Regions from separate parts of the Sus scrofa genome. Here region 2 is linked to region 1. Evidence: chromatin contacts called from public Hi-C data. All regions are on one chromosome and are shown on one strand. Each heading gives the region's core, a stretch centred on a gene start, on an enhancer-like site or on the middle of the called end of the contact. The rest is flanking DNA. Distances are from core to core; before and after follow the strand shown. Region 1 overlaps AKAP13 (A-kinase anchor protein 13). Region 2 overlaps AKAP13 (A-kinase anchor protein 13).

Evidence for each region. A called contact is a pair of places that touch in the nucleus more often than the background predicts.
Region 2: a Hi-C map of liver shows a contact between it and region 1, with 7 times the contacts expected there. The contact joins two enhancer-like sites. A contact is called at or near these places in 1 of 47 Hi-C or Micro-C datasets (liver) and 1 of 2 datasets of contacts at active chromatin or transcription factors (alveolar macrophages).

The regions. Positions count from the first base shown.
Region 1 is chr7:88,048,514-88,055,390 of Sscrofa11.1, reverse strand. The region is part of intron 5 of AKAP13 (A-kinase anchor protein 13); the gene reads right to left. Among named protein-coding and RNA genes, the nearest start is that of AKAP13, 160 kb to the right of the region's middle. Within about 2 kb of position 3,915, at least 7 of the 83 cell types and tissues checked have an H3K27ac peak or open chromatin away from gene starts, as enhancers often do. A contact at or near this core is called in alveolar macrophages and liver, where this site is marked.
Region 2 is chr7:88,182,372-88,189,248 of Sscrofa11.1, reverse strand. AKAP13 (A-kinase anchor protein 13) reads right to left here. Exons shown (of 38, transcript XM_021099912.1): 19 at 2,224-2,291. Among named protein-coding and RNA genes, the nearest start is that of KLHL25, 110 kb to the left of the region's middle. Within about 2 kb of position 2,713, at least 28 of the 83 cell types and tissues checked have an H3K27ac peak or open chromatin away from gene starts, as enhancers often do. A contact at or near this core is called in alveolar macrophages and liver, where this site is marked.

The DNA.
Region 1 (6,877 bases), core at 2,666-5,165:
GTCACCAAGAGCTACTGCAAGGGAACATGGAGAAATAAAGCACAACACAGAAGTCTGAGCTTGGATTCGGACAGTTACATTTAACTCATTCCCAGAACAATACCAGACAGTTCAAACAGACCTTCAGTCAAGAAACAACCAAGACAGACCAATCTCTACTCACTCAAGTAATGCCCTCCCCTCTCTCAGCACTCTCGCTCTCAGGTGACTGAGGGCAGCTAAGTAAGACAGAGATTCCTATTGAAGTATTACTTGGATTTATAAAGCTAGATTGATCTCACACAGACTTATGATTCTTCACCTATTTCATGACAGTTACTAGCTTAATAACTACTTATGTCCTCTGCCTACAAAACACTTGTTACTTAATGAGAATGAGAAACACAGGCATAAAAGAATTATTTTGAAAGGGAGAATATTATCACTGTTGACTAAAATTAAATTCTCAGATGGGGAAAGAGAGAGCTTACAAAATTACCTGAAACTTGGGAAGAAAAACAGTACTGTATAAAGTAACTTCAGACTGATTACAGAAAAATGATCAGGAAGGAAAGTCCAATATCCAACCACTAGAAGAGAGATAACACATCTTCAAAATGCTAGTTTCTTTAGCTTTCTCATGTAGCCAACACATAAAACAAAATCAAAGAGCAACCCTATGGTTTACCAATTCAAATATCCCAGTCATAATGGAGGGAAAGGAAAGCACATCTGTGTTTTCCTGCCTTATTTCTGAGAAGCCTTTGAAACACAATAATGACAGAAAGATTAAAGAGCTAAATATATATCCCAAACTCCGATGTACTGGTAACCATTACTATCAGTTGATTAACAGGCCTCCAATCTGTGAAGATTCCATGATTCTATAGATAAGCTATTTGTTCTACTTTACAAAAACTAACAACTTTGATCACAATGAAATCATCATTCTGTAAATGAGCTTTTCCAGTTCAGGAAAAAGAAAAAGAATTAGTTTACGAGGGACTCTCATCTTCAGGCATGAAGTTCACTTGACAAGTTACTGTTATTAAAATTTAAGAACCCATACTTAACAAGTTCAATAGGCTTCTAATGATCTCGTATATCTGTACAAACCCCACTGCCCTTATTCAGAACTTTTCCTAATTCAATTGATAAAATGGATTAATCTTATTTAGAAGCAGTGAGACAAGTAAAATGGATCAAAATAAAGGGACAATGTCTCTCACAGACCAGATGTGACTTCTTTCAGGTCTCTCTCCTCTAATTTGTTACTTTCACAGAAACATTTAACACTGATCTACTATCCCTGATTAGTGCACTGTACTGTAAGCAGATTAAATGTGTCAGACAAAAACTTCTCAAACTATTTCATGAAGGACTAGATTTTTTTTTTTTAATTTCCAATTCAGCATAGAAGGAAAAATTCTAAAAATTCCTAGGGACAAAATTGAAATTTACAAGATACTAAACTTAAGCCCAAAGTTTTAGCAGACTCAACAGATATAAATTTACACTGCCAAATTACTAAACACATATTCTCATTATTCTTTATACTTCTCTCATCATGGACAGTGACAAAGAGCAGATCAGCCCTGATTCAGGGTCTGCCTCATTTTGAACAGCAGTGTGTTATGAGACCTCTCCAGACTGCCACATTTTACATTCTTAACACCTACAGACAGTTTTTCAAAGTGCTTCCATTATAAATATCATTTGTAATACTCCGTGACAAAACTGATGTTCTGCAATACAGACGGAGAACAAAGTTCAGGTAAAGCAACCAAGGTTTCACAGAGTTAAGGGATGAATGAGGGACAAATTACAAGTTTTTTATTCATTCCAAGCAGTCTATTCCTAAACAACTCAGCACAGTAACTCAAATAGATTAATGAGCTGAAAAACAAATAAAAAACTAAAAGCAAAATGTTCCTTTAGATTACCTTTTTTAAAAAGGTACTAAGAAATACTCTACTGAACACTCATATCTTAACCAACAAAAATCACTTTCATATGAGCACATACTGTCTAAAAAGGTATGTTTATACAAAGATCCCAGAAGATATTTACAGCATAAACAGAGAAATTTGTGTAAGTTCAAAATGAAAATCTAAATCCTAGCTAAATAGGAGGAAATTAGGTATTATACATAGCAATTACAAAAATACTATTTCTCAATATATGAAAATGTATAAGCTCTGTACAAATACTTGTTTTCAAATGTTCATACAGGAATTTTTCTATTACCAAATAAATCGCTTCCAAAAGTCCATCAAAAAAGATAACACTACAGATGAGATGCATTGTTACAAAGGCATTCTACCTGGAATTTGGTCTTCTCTATCATATTTCAAGATATATTTCAAGATATCTTTTTAAAAAATTTTTTCAAAAAATTAATGGTCTAGGTTACTTTTTTCATTTAAACAACAAATATTCATGCAGTATCTATTATATTCCGAGGTGGGAGAAATATATTACTGAATAAATAAGACAGCTAAGGTTGCTACTCTAACAGAGCTTATAGTATGAAGGGGTATGAACACCATTCGAGGTAAGCGCTTCAAAGGAAATAAAACAAGGTGCTTACGGCAGAGAATTCCTTGGAGTGGAGGAGATAGTGGCTTCTGTAGACAGGTGTCAGGAAAATCTCAGAGGAGATATGACAACTGTTCTGAATCATATAAAAGAGCTAGCATGTGGAGCTACTAGGACAGAATGTATCAGGCTATGAGTACAGCAAAGGCACAGAACCTGAGGTAGCAACCAGCTGGCTGGTGTGGCTAGGGCCAGTGTAGCTGTGCACAGAAAGCAACAGAAATAAAGAGATAAAGGGAACGTTATGCAATGAGGTCTGAGAGTTGCAGAGTTCAGGTCTCACAGAGCTTTGCAGATCACGTAGGAACTAGGATTGTATTCTTAGTGGGGTGAAAACATACTAGAAAGAAGGCAGCAAAGGGGAAAAAAACAAAAGAATGAAACTAATGAGTAGAACGGCACCAGGTGAGTATTACTTTTAATCCTCACAACCACTTTGAGGCATGGGCCAGTATATTTTTATTTTTCATGTGAGGAAACTGAGGCTTAAGGAGTAAACTGCCCCATTCACAGCTAACAAGTGAAAAGGCCAGAATTTGTACCTAGATCTAATTTCAAAACTCTGCACATCTTTATGCTACCAACAGTAATGATTATCCTCTAACAGTTTCAAACTATAAGCACACATTCAAATTATGCAACTGTAAGTCTGATATATAATATTTATCAGAAGCTAATCCTGTTATCATACATTTTAAATAGTATCCACAGCAAGTTTTTAACTGTAGAAAAACACAAATTGAGTGGCTATTCCTCAGAGAGGGAGTTACAGCATCCAAAGTGAGTATTCACGGCTGACGCCAAACCTCAAAGTTTATGTATGTGGTACAACAAAATTCAGTAAGCCCAGGGTGGACTTCAACTAATTTCCCAGCGTTTCAGCTGTTATGCAACAATCAACAGCCAATCAACCTCTGTTTTCTTACCTAGTCTAGTATGTTGCAACTTAAGAAAAGCTCAATTTGATACTAACATACATGTAAAACCCTGTCAAATCAACTGCAGGGGAAAACAATTTTCCAGTAGTAACGACACTAGTCGTTCAGGAGGAAGCTCAAAGATATGCCTTGTTGAGATATAGTAAAAAGCCAGATCAAACGGCAGAGAAGAAACAATCAAGGTCAAGAATGCAGCTGTTCAGAAGCTGATACTCACTTACGGCTGCCCAAGCACCATGAATATCGTAAGCCCATCCTATCTGGGTCCTGGCTTTAAGAGCAGAGAAAAACCACCAGGTCAGCCCTCCCAAAAGGCATGTTTTGCTGAGTCTACTTCTGACAGGAACTGTAGCACCTAGTTCCTTATTTAAGGGTTACTGCAATGTCTTCCATGAAACCACGTCACCCTAACAGTGCCAAACCTCAAGGAGTTCTACAAAATCAACCACAACTCCACTGAGATGGAGTGGGAGAGCCTAAATGCCAGAAAGGGGGAGGGGGAGGGAGAAGGGAAAGGAAGAGAGGGAAGGAGAAGGTAGGAGAGAGAGGGGATTCACTGATTCACCTTAAAATGAATAGGAAGCTATTATTACCTTAGGTGCTTGTAGGGAACTCATTGCTAGACTAGTTATGCATTCACACACATGCAGATTCACTAGAGAAAATTTTAGCACTGATGCTCTCAGTTTTTGTCTTCCTTTTTTGACATAGTACTGAGACTCTTCCCTTAACAGCTAGAATGGCAATAGTACAATGCAAAGAAGGAAGATAAATTGAGCAACTACTATGTTTGGTACAAATTCTATGTTGTTAAATGATTAAAAACAAAATTCTTATAGGGCAATGTTTAGAATGTGAGCTGGAACGTCAGGCAGACTTGGTTTGATTCCTTACTCTGACATTACCACCTGTGGGATCTTGGGCTATTTATTTAAATTTCTCTGCAGCTCAATTTCCTTATCTGTAAAGTGGGAGTACTAGGTTCACTGTAAGATTAAGTGAACCTGAACGCAAAGTGTTAACATAGTGTTTGGCTCTTCCAAAGTCCTCAGTAAGTTGTATGTATATGCAACACCAGGGCTGGTGTAATTCTAGTGAGCAAAACAGAAGGTAGTTTCTGAGTAGGAGATATTTTAAAAAGGGGGGGAGGCACAGGGACCTTGTTTGTGGGGTAACTGTCAGATGATTCCCTCAAATCACCCTCCCACTAGAAGAAAGCAGGGCTCTAATGCCCTGCTGTTTCAAGGGAGAGTATTACTGCTGCAGATGAGTCTGACCAGGAAAAAAATACATCAGAAACTGGATGGTCGTGCAAAGGGACGTCATACTCATATAAAGCTGAGTAATCATCTTATTTCCACTGAATCTTCATTCCTAGCTCTCCAAATAAAGGGATGTCCCTAAGTCCCTAAGAACTTTACAAGAATGCTCTCTTTTAACCCTAACAGACCTATGAGGTACATGCTGTCATTTCGCATTTTACAGATGAGGAAACCAAGACTCAAAGATGATAAACAGTAGGGATGCACTCAAGTTCAACTTTGCCATTTTTAAGGCCAAACAGTTGAATGCCTACTGAACGTTTATGTGGTCAAGGATCAAGTACACAATTTAAAGTACAAATCTCCTTAAACGCTTTTGATGCGAAAATTCTGAAGGCCAGTTAAAGCAAAAATGCGTACTTACTGTAAGATTAAATAAAACACTACAACAATTAGTGATTGTGAAAACTGTTAATGCTATGGACAATACAAGAGTCTTTCAAATGATTAAATTAATAAAGAACTAGCTTGACAATTAATATGAATAAAGAGATAGAGTGCACTGGCTAGATAACTCTAGGAATATTATTTTACTTTTCTGAGCCACAACTATTTATGAAAATTTAACACGAGAAAGAATTATAGATATTAGATTATATAAAAACTCTTAATTCTGATTAACTTTTTATCATTCATAATGTTAAATAAACATTCACTATAAAAATTTTCTTTGTCTTTTCAGGGCCACACCCATGGCATATGAAGGTTCCCAGGCTAGGCGTCAACTTAGAGCTGTAGCCACTGGTCTACGCCACAGCCACAGCCACGTCAAATCCGAGCCACGTCCGAGACCTACACCACAGCTCATAGCAACACCAGATCCTTAAGCCACTGAGGGAGGCCAGGGATCAAATCCACAAGCTATGGTTCCCAGTCGGATTCACTGCCACTGCACCACAACAGGAACTCCAATTTTTTAAATTGTACATATCTCATTCAAGTCATGTGTCTTTCAAGGGAGAGTTCTATTACTCACATTAGAGAAAAAAAAAAGTACCACCACCTCCAAATTTTTCAAGAACTAAAAATGGCCAAAACCATGTATAACAAGTATGACAAATTATCCTCAATCCAGATATAAATATAAATATATGAAGAAATATATTAGAAAAAATGAGATATCTCAAACACATTTCATTTTTGCTAGTCAAATGTCAAAGACAATAGACTTTGCTAAGAATATGTCAAGAATATAACTATATATACCTGTACCTCAGTATCCTCAGAGGACTGGTTCCAAGAGCCCCCCACGAATACCTAAATCTGCGGATGTTCAAGTTCTTTATATAAAATGGTGTGTTGTGTAGTTGTAAGTGTATGTAGACAGAAAACATTTAAACAAAACCTAGTCCAAAAGATTGTTTTACTGTGCTAACAAATTTCAGCAGCTAAAGTACCTTCAAAATTCACTAAATCAAGAATCCTAATAAGAGTTCCTTGTGGTACAGTGGGTTAAGGATCCAGTGTTGTCACCGCAGTGGTTCAAGTCACTACTACAGCATGGGTTCAATCCCTGGCCCAGGAACTTCCACACGCCTCAGGCACAGTCAAAATAAAAAAGAATCCTAAGCACAAAATTCCTTTTAGAAAACATATTCTGGAAAAACTTCCTAAATTATAATTTTCTATAGCACACACCTGGTTTGAGATAATGTACCAGGAGAAAGTCAGTATTCTGTTTCATGAATTAAGAGCAATCTAGAAGATGGTAATGTTGAGAAAGGACTGTTCTTTCACTATCAGGTCAAACTTAAAACTATTAAATTTTAATAAAGATGTGAATTAAATTTTATACTATTTCCTATGTATTCTTATTTGACACAACTTCATTCTACACTGGTAATATTCTGCTTTGGCCCAGTGACTTTAGTCAAAATGTTTATTTAACATGCCTTATTTTTTCCTTGCTTAAAAATCATGTTCATTTCTGTTAAAAATAAATGGAGGTAAAAATTTCAAGTTATTCTTTCTACTGGTATGCTTTAATGAATCTTAAAAACTGATCAAATGAAAGTAGACAGTATGAGAAAAAGAATATAT
Region 2 (6,877 bases), core at 1,464-3,963, 140 kb before region 1:
GCGTCTTTTTTCTCCTCATTGGAGACAATGACTGGCACCCCCTCAGATCCTCTGCACACCCCTAACCTAGGTTTTTCTTTATTTACGGTCACTGTCTGCATGTCCATTGTTCCCACCAGAATGCTGGTTCCTTATGAGCAGCATCTGTGCCTTTTTCGCTTCTGTTTCTCTGATGACTGCACTTATAAAGTGTTAAATAATTTTCATGTAAAGTGCTAATTTTAAGACTTTTGCTGTAGCCTGGAACAGAGACACTGTGTGAGAAATTATAGGTTGAAGCAATTAGTCTGAGACAAATCATTAGTGAAAAAGGCTCAATTTAAAGTGAAACTCCCCCTTTTAGGATATAATCTCTTATTGGGATATGCTACATGATCCTTCTCTATAGCACATTCACAAATAACTACTGCCTTATTAGAGATCACAAACTCAAATGCCTAAGGGAGTCAGGCAGGTAATGAATGATACTGGCAAGTTAGAGGAGGAAGGAAGTGGCAATCTAGGACCAGTACATCTTCAGCCACAGCTGATTATCACTTGCCATCCTCTCTTCAACATTTAAGGACTGTTCTAGGTGCTTAAGGATCTGTCCATGGATCAAACATTCCTGACTTCACATGGCTTGGCAAGTTTCTAGTTGGAGGAAGGTACAGATCATAAAAAGTAAATGTAGTAAATACTGTTAGATAAGCCCTGAGAAGGTGATAAGCACCATGGGAAAAAAAAAAAAAAAAAAAAAAAAAAAAGGGCAGAGTTCCCACTGTGGTGCAGCAGGTTAAGAATCCTACTCCAGGAGTTCTCGTCATGGCTCAGTAGTTAACGAATCTGACTAGGAACCATTAGGTTGCAGGTTTGATCCCTGGCCTTGCTGTGAGCTGTGGTGTAGGTTGTAGACACGGCTCGGATCCTGTGTTGCTGTGGTGCAGGCCGGCAGCTACAGCTCCGATTAGACCCCTAGCCTGGGAACCTCCATATATGCCACGAGAGCGGCCCTAGAAAAGGCAAAAAAAAAAAAAAAAAAAAAAAAAAAAAAAAATCCTACTCCAGTGGCTCAGATCGCTGAGGAGACATGGGTTTGATTAGCCCCTAGAAGGGGAACTTCCATATGCCCTGGGTGTTGCCATTAAAACAAACAAATAAACAAACCAAAAACACACCATAAACCACAATGTGGGAATTGGGAATGCTGGGTAAGGGGAAACATCAGGCCTGTGAGAGCTTCCATTTGAATTTTCAGGAGAAATCAGAAATCCAAATTGATGCGAAATCTGCTTTTTCAATAAATATACTATTCAAATGAGAAAAAAAAAACATGCCAAGAGCCAAACAAGACCCATGTCCATGGGCCAAATGAGGTCCAGGTATAGAAGTCTGTCATCTTTACACTAGTTCAATACTTCTCTAAGCATCATCAGCATCAGCATCATCTAGGAATTTCACCCCTACCCAGAATCTGAACCTCTGGATGTGGGGCCCAGTGTCATTTTCTAACAAGTGTCCATGGTGATTCTGATGCACATTCAAGTTTGAGACCACTGCACTAGAGAAATGCATTTGGTTACTGGTGAAGCACACAGTATGCTGAGCATCTATACAGACACAGCTGGAGACTACTCTTCTGACAAGGAACAAAATGACATTTATGAGTAACTACAATGCTGAAAACCACAGAGGCCATCTAAATGTCCATCTGCCCCTACTCCCACACTCTTTAAGGGCCTCTTGACATGCAGTGCATGTTACCACATGGCCTGCATACTCAGAGCACGTACACCATACACTCCCCACTCTTGTCATGTGATCAGAGCCATCCACAGGAACCTGCGGAGTAAAGTGGTGCCTGACAGGCTCCTTTACCCTTGACACTCCCCAGACCACCAGCCTGCCAGAGCCCCCCAATTTCCACCTGCTGCCCACACAGTCCTCGAGGAGGAAGCCAGGCTCCTAATAACAGAGCAGGTGTGCAGACATGGTTGAGAAGAAAGCCACTTCAACAGTGACACAGATTAACATCACAGAGAAATGTGTACATTATTAATGTGGAGAAATTCTCAAAGTATTTTACCTTCCAAAAGCTGCAAATTCCCATATGTGTTCATCAAGAAAAGAAAAGTCATTTTTGGTTATTTTGGTCTCAAATGGCACCAAATAATTAAACAAAAACTACAACCTCGAGTTACCCCAGGTCTGAGGATTTTATTGGTTTAGCCAGAAATGTCTTACCTTCATTTTGACCTTTGCACAGGAGGTGAGACTTTCTCGACAGCCTTTATGGACAAAAGCACTGCAATCTGAAAGGAGGGCAAAATCCATGGTGACATTAATACCCAGCAAACAGATCCCAGAGTCTGATCTTCCCCCGCCACAGCAACCTTTGGACTTCCAGGTGAAGCCACTTGCATGTGTGAATGTGACTAACTGAAATTACAGTCTGAGGCCTCTTTCAGGAAGCAGGCATGAGATGTCATTTGGAGGAGAAACAGAGCAGATGTGATTTCCGATTAATGAAAACTAGACATCTGGAACTTCTTGGGCAGGAAGCTGAAAGGCTACCAAAACTAAAAGTGAAAGTGTTTGTCATCGGTAGATAAGTCTAAGGCACAAATAATACACAAATGATAAGTATTTATACATACACATATGGGCACTGACATATATACACAATAACAACATCCACCTTAAAAGGGGTTGTGAAATTTGTATGACTCTGTCAAAAGTAGAGTATGATTATGAAAATCTGCCTGTTTATGTAGTTCAACTTGGGATCCTAACTACTCTGAGCTTTTTGCAACTCAGCACCCTGAGTCAAGAGCCTCTGAAGAAATATCATCAGAACTACCCCAAAGCACCTCTGGGAACCCTGAGTCAAGAGAAAGTGGGAGACTTCCTGAAAGATGAAGCAGAGATTTCCCCAAAAGATGAAGCAGAGTCCACAATACACCAAGGACACAATTTTTATCTCAACTCTATTTCTCATTTCTTGGTCCACAAGGGCCACTGATGTAAAAGCCCAGCCCTCTGTGCCTCCAAAGGGCTGTGGTCAGCTCATACTGCTGCTATGATGTCATAAAACAACTATGTCAGGAGGCCAGAGGTGAAGAAGAAACAAATAAAAGAGCTGCCTGTGGGGACACCCCATGAAAGAGCGCCTCCAGGGAAAGGCTCCCTGAGAAAATCGGACAGACACCATCCACACAACACTTCACACGTTGATTCAGGAAGCACCACAGGCCCTGCCTATGGCGACCCACTAATCATGAGCCACAATGCTCTGCTGGCTCAGAGGTATGGGCTACAGGATACTAGAATGGAGACTGCCAGAACCCTAGACCCCAAAGCTTTTTTTCCCATTCCTTCCTCAATGCTTACTTGGTTCACAGGTCTTTTCCTAACACACCAGTTACAATGGGTTGGGTCATCTTTCGGTTTTCTCCTCCACTGGGTGCTCCTCCAGGGTAGGGTCCCTTTACCTACTGCTGAATCTTCAATGACATCTCCAGCACAGGGCCTGGCTCATGCCACCTATTCAAATGTCTGTTTTAGATCTTATGTCTATTTAATCCAAAAGACAAGCACCCTGACACAACCTTGATTACAGTATATCAAATACCAACTTATTAACACTAAAGGAGAACGAGAATAACAGCTGTCACAATAAATGAGATTTAGGTCCTGGCTCTCTTAACTAGTTAATGTGACTCTATGCAAGTTCCTTCTCTACAGGCCTCAGTTCTCTCATCCATAAAATGAAAGCAAGGACCACATTTCTCCACAGGCTCCCTTCCTCTGTGATTCTACAAGACTCCTTCCTTATGCTTCATCTCCTGAAGAAAGATACTTTTTTGAAGTAAATCCACTGGATTGTTCTATAAGGTTCATGTTGCAGAAGAGTTTTCAATTTCTTAGTCATATAAATTATCACTAGGACAGACCATCCTTCAGGGCATGGTTAGAGAGGGACTAAGTAATCAATAGGCCAACTGGAGGGATCCTGGCTAATGCTATTGCCATAAAAGTGGCGATCAGGAGCAATTCCACTTTTGTCTGGAAGTGGGGCGGAGTGAAACTATTCTGGGCCTTGGTCTTTCACTCCCACTCCTGGGCATATCAGGGTTCCTCTCTTGCCAACATCACTGTCTGGTCATTTTCCTGATATTAATCAATCAGAAGAGACATCCAAGTTCATTTACCAATAGCAGCATGAGAGACTCTCCTGGGAAAAGCTCATTCAGGGAATCTCAAGAGGAAAAAACCTGGAAGGTGTTATCTCAGTCACAACTCTATTCTTGCTCCCACTGTTTTCCTCTCCAGGAGTACACGGTAAGGGAGTTACATGGATGCTAGGCTCCTTGTAATTTCCACCGTTTGTGATCATGACCGTTTCCATATAAGTCGTGAAACTATTCTAGAAGCCAGCAGTTATGAAAAGGTTATATATCACTGAATGTTAATGCCAGAGTTTCTCACCAACATCCCTTTCTGGGCACTAGGAAGCCTTGCAGAAAGAGACCCTTGAGGAGTGACTCATTCTAATCAGCAAAGGGGAACATTTTGAGGATATTTTTCTTAAGAACCAGAAACCACTGGACCTCATTAATTTGTCTAGTTCTCTGCTACTTGGAAATAAGGATAAAATTTGACAAAGAAATCGTCTTAACTGCTCAAGAGGAAAAAAGCAGAATTGCAATTTGCAAACAGAAACCCACATGACTCTTGAAACCACACCACCTACCCCCAAACTCAATGCCTTTATGCCCTTCCGCACATAATGCAACAGAACTCATGTTCCAGGGTCTAGACTCTAGTGAACTAGAGACTAAAGACTTTAAGCCACACTAACCAACAGTCTTCCGGAAAGAGTCAAGGAGGCTGAAGCATTTGTCCTTAATGATTTGTATTACAACTTTTTTGCCTTTCATTCCCAGAAACTCTTTAATGGCTTCCCTTCATCTTTAGTATCAAGCTCCAACTTCTCACTAGCTTCATGTGGCCTGTCAGGTATTGCGTATGTTTCTAACCCCTTGCCATGTTCTGTCACACCTCCAGCTCTGAACACGCCGCTGCCTGCACCTGAGCCCTTCCCTCTCTGCCCTCCTTGACTGGGCTGGCAGACTCGGCTCTATGATGTCTTCTCTGACTCCCTACCTCTGCACTTCTGGTATCCCATGCCTGCCTCCATCACGATACTCTACTGAAATGGCCACACTCTTCCTCTGGACAGAAAATTACTGGAGGGAATCTAATTTGTCTTTTTAAACTTTACATCTCTATTTCCAGCCTCAGGCCCATAATAGTCACTAAATGTCTAAAGAATAGAGAGGGGTGAACAGGGCAGTTCCAAGCTGCTGGACCCACAGCAAGAAGCATAACAAAGTCGTTGAGGCCACATCTGTATTCATTTTCTAGTAAGAGAGAATGTGCTTCCCCATCGCACCACTATCCTTACTAAGGATACGTGCCTCTCCTCCCCTCCCCTGCTACACTAATGCCTGGGACCACGTATCAGTCTTGTTTATCCATCGCCTCTTTCTCATGCACAGGTTTCTCACCTCCCCCCCCCCCCTTTTTTTGGTCTTTTTGGTTTTTTTAGGGCTGCACTTGAGGCATATGAAGGTTCCCAGGCTAGGGGTCCAATCAGAGCTGTAGCCACTGGCCTATGTCTCAGCCACAGCAATGCAGGATCCGAGCTACGTCTGTGACCTACACCACAGCTCACAGCAACGCTGGATCCTTAACCCACTGAGCAAGGCCAGGGATCGAACCCTTATCCTCATGGATGCTAGTTGGGTTCATTAACCGCTGGGCCATGACAGGAACTCTCCCTCCCCTTCTTTTCCCTCTGTCTTTCACATACATTGTCTTTAATCCCTTTAAATACACCCCTTTAATCACCTTCTCTCAGAACCTGCTTAGGTACCTTTAGGAGAACCTCTGGTTTCACTCCATTTTACTTAAACAAAATACTCTTTGAAACACAGGCAATATAAGTAGATGAGGAAAACTAATGAGCTCATATCAAGGACAAAGAAAACCACACATTTTGAAATGGAATTAACCGTAGTACCACACCCAATAACACTATCTCAGGAATGTTTAAAACTCTTCATTAAACAGTAAGAAACAGATAAGAACCCAACAGAAAAGTGGTACAAAGACCATGAACAGGCAACTCACAAAACACACAATATGGTGCTCAACCACCCTAGAAATTAGAGAAATGCAAACTGATACCAACCAGAATGGCCAAAATAAAAGCCTGCCAGTTCTAGGTGCTGGAGAGGATATGGTGGCACAGCAGCTCTCATCATCTGCTGATGAATCTAGAAACTGGCACCTTCACTTTGGAGAGTAATTTGGTAACACCTTGATGAAGCTGAAAATGTTCTCACTTCAAGAATTAGTAATTTCTTGGTATATAGCTTGGTGATTCAAGTACATAAGGATGTTCCCTGTGGTACTGTTTGTAACTCACAAAAGTGGAAAATAGCCCAAATGACTTAGCAGTGGAACAGTTTTGATACATTCCTAAAATGAAACACTATAAAAGAGAAGTCAGTAACCTGGACGAATCTGTTTCAATATCCTGCCTGAATCCCCCAAATACGACGTTGAGGAGAATAAAGTAAGTTATAGAATGAGATATACTCTATGGTACCACTTATGTAAACTAAAATAACCTGTTTATATATGAGATAGTTATAAAACACAGGCTACATATACACTGAATGCATGACAGTGTTTTTCTTGGGGAGGAAGGAAGAGGAAGGGATTACAAAGGGAAACGGGAATTCAAACTTAACTATAATGGTTTATTTCTTCAAAACTGAAAAAATCTACAGCAATATGACAAAATGTTAGTCATTTTTTTGTTTTGAAT